Regions from separate parts of the Xenopus laevis genome. Here region 2 is linked to region 1. A link is a contact called in public Hi-C data. All regions are on one chromosome and are shown on one strand. The core of a region is the stretch at or near the end of the contact, and the rest is flanking DNA. Distances in the headings are between cores, read along the strand shown.

Region 1 (2,524 bases), core at 9-2,508:
ATAGTCCAATAGCAGCTGGAGGGCCACCAATAGGACAATCCTTATATAATATATACTATATATACTTTAGTAAATACTTGTACCAAGGGACCCCTCAGAGGTTGAGACTCAGGTAAGCTTAGCCTAGCCTAACTGCATAACAAGTAATATATCAAAGAGGTACCAACATTTTATGCAAACTTGGACCATTTGGACTAGAAAAGGGAAATGCCTACCGTAGGAGAAGAGGCATAGTTTCAACCGACATATGTGCGTTTAAATGCAGTTACAAGGTCCACACAGCTGAATCAGTTTGGTCTAATAATGTACAAAGAATAAAAAAAGTATTTATGACTCAAGTCCAGAGGGGAGAATAAATGCAGTTTGTAAAACAATTCCGATTTCCTCATGCCTTTTGTTTCTATGTGGAAACTAAGAGGCTAATGCCTGTTTAATCGGAACACAGTCTCTGTAGAAATGCTGAGGAAAGCTGTGCTACGGATGGTTGTAGTTAACATCAAGGCGTGAACATCTGTTAGAGGTGATTCCATCTTCTAGTTGACTTTGAGGTTTGGCCGCACAAAGACTATATGATGATCAGCGGTGTAACTAGATATTACTGGGCCCCACAGCAAATCATTTTTCAGGCCCCCAAAATGTCTAGAGGTTGCCTTGTTTTACCAATATTTATTGAAACTGTATATATACAAACTCTGATGGTGAATGCAAATGGTTTTAGGAACCTACTAAGATTCCAAGTGAAGACACTTCTGTAGTAAGGGCAATGCTTGGGGAAAGACTTCTTCATTTTCTCACAAATGCAGATGGGCTTCACTAGACAAAGACATTTGCTCGTACTTGGTGTTACGCAAAGAAATTAAAAATGGTGCTGTATTTCCTCCATCCCCTTCCTATGCCCTCTTATTCTATAATTTAACACATTAATTTTCACCAGTGTTCTTATTATTTCCATATTTGGTTCAATCTCATCTTATATGTCCCCAACCTTTTGTAGACTTAAAAATATAGACTTATTTGTATGTGCACATTTTGTAAAATGTTATCATTATTCATTTTATAATTTCCACCAAAAGGGCCTTATGTGCTGGGAATTTATATTATGTGATTGTACTGTGGAATTTCTTAATGTTCTTTGTACTTTGTATGTTTAGAATAAATATTTGCATTAAGATCATTCAGTTGAAGTTTCATGCATGCATCTTGTTGTTTTTGTCATAACAAAGCACAATAGAATGGCTGTTTACAAATCACAGTCAATCCGGAGATATGTCAGTCTGTTCTTTTGTGATAGTGCATAGTGGCTTCTAAGATATTTGTCACTGTGGCCACACTAGCCTTCTCCTATTGATTGTATTCAGTTTTATTGTCTCAGATAGTAGGGATAGCTAGTAAACATGAAGAAAAAAAGGAGCAGCCCTATTTAGATGTAGGCATGTCCTGTGGGTAGGGGGTTGAATCCAATTGGGAGAGGGATGCCAGATGGTTTTCCCCTAGAGCAAAAGTGGTTCAAGTACTTCTTTTTTTCCAAATGTGCTCAGATCCTAATTTATTTTAAAACAAATAATGAAATTATGAAATATGTTGTTATCCTAGACTAAATTTGAATCCAGAACAGCAAAAAAAGGACTAAACCTATTTTCCTAATAAATGCTGTTCAAGCTGGCCTTTTTTACCAGTAGTTGGGCCAGCCCCAAGTTTTGGGAATCACTACCTAAGTGGAAGAGGATGAGGTGTTGGAAGACTGGGGTAGGGAAGGCACCGGTGAGGATAGAGAGATAAGACAGGGTAAGGTTAAACAGTGGAAGTCAAAGGTTGGATCTGTCTTTTCCAACTATGGGAGAGTGCATGTGAGAAGACACTAAAGTGTGTAAGCAGGTCTGACTGAGAATCAAAATAGGTCCTTGCATTCCAGGTACACAGAGGCCCAAACAGCACCCCCCCCCCCCACACCAGTCCAATAAATAGTTATTGTCTATGGCAATTTACAGCAGCCCCTCTGGAATTTCCTGGAACCCACAGATTACTAGTCCGGGCCTGGGCACATGGGAATGTTTTGTCGTCTGTGATAAATCTTCGCTACCAACAAAAGATTCCTTGTTTTCTTCCTACCAACTAAAATTCAAAGTGCAGGTGGTTTCCGCGCAAGGAAAATTCAGACAACTTTGCACCATGAGAATAAAAACACATGTGAAATGGTGATAAAGAACAAACAAGTGTTGATCTTGCATTTAAAGCTGAAGGTTGAGATAACTGATGCGTGTGATAGAAGAAAATAGAGGAGAACTGTTAAAGAAGACAGGTAGAGAATGAAAGAGAACGATTGTAGGACAAAAGTATGGTTGAAGACAGTGATCGCTTCTGAAGAAGTGCCGAAACGCCATGAAAGCGTAAAGCGTATGATCCACTAATTTGTATGCTGACATGCTGGAAAAAAACCTTTTAATATGGACCATTAAAGTTTATACATTTTTAAACACTCCTCCGGATGCTCCATGAAATACTCTCTATTGACATGATTGAGAAG
Region 2 (2,524 bases), core at 12-2,511, 47 kb before region 1:
CTCCCTAGTGTCAATGGCAGAATGCTAGTAATGTTCATATCCGTGGGGATCCACAATATTACATTTAATGATCGCTATCAATTGGTTGAATATATTTCTATCTAAACTTTTTTTTAAATTATTTTTGTCCCATATCCAGTTTGTGGGGATATTTATTAGCAGGTTTCCAGCATTGTTATTTCTGTGTTTTCAGATTTGCCTACAAGGATGAATATGAAAAATTCAAGCTTTACTTGACCATTATATTGTTACTGGGAGCTATCACTTGTAGATTTGTGCTAAATTACAGGTGAGCTGTAGCTTTGTTTTTCTTGTGAAGCTAATTATCCCTTTACTAGCAGATTCCACTGTTCTTTTTCACTGTGCTCCTTTAGGGTTTAAGCACACGGGCAGATTTGGGGAGATTTAATCGCCTGGCAACTAATCGCCTCTTCTGCGGGACGACAATCTCCCCGAACTGCCTTCCCCGTGCCTGGCGCCTCCTTTAATGACAAAATGCCAGTGCCGATGCACTCGCGGCCCTTCAATTTCTGAAGTCGCCCGAAGTTTGCTCGTGAGGTAACTTCGGGGACTTCGGAAAACGAAGCGCCGCAAGTTTCAATGCTGCAGGTGTTTTTTAATTCAAGCAGGGGGAAGCAGTTCAGGGAGATTAAAGAAGAGCCCCAAAGAAGAGGCTATTAGTTGCCGGGTGACTAAATCTCCCCGAATCTCACAGTGTGACCTTACCCCAAAGCTGGCCATACACGGGCTGATAAAAGCTGCCGATAGACAGTCGGCAGCTTATTGGTCCGTGTAAGGGGCCCTCCGACTGGCTTCCCTGATTAATATCTGGCCAAAATCTGCTGTGTAACCTGAGCCTTTTCTCATTTGAATAGCTGCCCCCATTGCTACACAGCAGCTTATTTAGATAAACAATAGTAGTGTTTCTGAAGCAAACACACCAGTTTTACCAGGGCAACACTGCATTATATTTTTATTACTTTAAAACACTTATTTTTTGATGTTACTGTTCCTTTAAAGGAGGACTAAAACCATTTGCTAATAAAAAAAACCCATGCTCCCCCCCCCGCACAGGAGTTCACACAAGTAAATGCCCCTAACTGGTAATTACACTTCATTGCAAAGTCAGTGCAGCAAAGCCATCTTCAGCGCTTCAGGAATATTCAGAAAGTAAGTGCCGTACCGGCGCATGCGCAGTTGTAGCAGTATTCCGGTTCGGAACAACTGCAAGCCACAGAAATTGCCTAAGGGACCCAATGATTCTCTAAGCGCCGCAAGATTGCGCCCCCGTGAGCTGACTCTGCAAAGAGGGGTAATTAACAGTTAGGGGCATTTATTTGTGTGAACACCTGTGCGGGGGGAGGGGGGACTATGACGGGTAACAGTTTTTATTAGCAAGGGGGTTTAGTTCTCCTTTAAGCCACTGAAAAATATATCAAATGTATGAAACTGTAACAGAGAGAGTCCATGAACTCGCTTGTTGAAAATTCTTTTTTAAAACTGATTAAACACTACTACTACTTCTTTTCAGGGTTACAGATGAAGTATTTAATTTCTTACTAGTCTGGTACTACTGCACACTGACCATTAGGGAAAGTATCCTCATTAGCAATGGCTCAAGGTAAGTGCTCCCACATGTGGCCTTTGTTTTGTGTGATTTCTATAATATTTATGCTGCATTTGCAGACCAGGAAAACCATTCTATATGTGCACCTTTCTGTTAACTAGATCAAGGCTTTCCGACTGGAGGCCTTCAGACAGGGTATGGCCTTACACTGTCTTTTTGATGCCCCCTCCCTGCACACAGGTTATAACAGTATAGCTATTGTACTATACAGATGTGTGTGTGATCTATTACATAATGGTCTCACTGGATAGCATATGTTGGACAGCACTGATAGACTTCTATCACACTCCAGATAATTTAACAAAAGTGCTTATTAGTTGAAGTTTGAGTGTCTATTTTCTTTCATGTAGCATGTATTTTACACCGAATTGGCTAGCTGCCTATACAATTAATCATGCTGATCAAACAAAAACTGAACCCATCTTCCCATTATATTGATTGATATAATATGAATAATACAATGATTACATCTTGCATGAGTCTTTTTAAGAATTCATGCAGATATGCCATAGCGATTCAACAGTTTTCAGATTAAATACACAAACTGCTTTCTATTTTTGCATAGTTTAATGTAAAGTAGATCCAGCTATTATTGCCAGCAAATGTAGAATATTAACCTGTTAAATTTTTAATTTGCTCTTTGAGCAAACACTGGATGGGTATCAAATAAATCCATAAACGATAAATCCATTGTTATGTGTTAGACACTTTTTACTCTTTGCAGGCAATATTGTATCATGTAAAAGCAGTCAATCAAATGATTTATTAGAAAGTGTAGAAAGGTAATGCAGTATGTTGCATTATTGACAATATATATTCTCTGCAGGATAAAGGGATGGTGGGTATCCCATCATTACGTCTCCACCTTTCTTTCGGGGGTGATGTTAACATGGTAAG

The links. Hi-C and Micro-C count contacts between places; a contact is called where the count stands out from the background.
Region 2: a contact with region 1 is called in a Hi-C map of the XL177 cell line, with 4 times the contacts expected there. A contact is called at or near these places in 3 of 4 Hi-C or Micro-C datasets (the XL177 cell line, the XTC cell line and animal cap).

What each region holds. Positions count from the first base shown.
Region 1 is chr1L:176,009,030-176,011,553 of Xenopus_laevis_v10.1, reverse strand. No RefSeq gene overlaps it. Among protein-coding and RNA genes, the nearest start is that of rhof.L, 5.3 kb to the left of the region's middle.
Region 2 is chr1L:176,055,853-176,058,376 of Xenopus_laevis_v10.1, reverse strand. tmem120b.L (transmembrane protein 120B L homeolog) reads left to right here. Exons shown (of 12, transcript NM_001095807.1): 5 at 194-289; 6 at 1,532-1,621; 7 at 2,454-2,519. Among protein-coding and RNA genes, the nearest start is that of tmem120b.L, 9.8 kb to the left of the region's middle.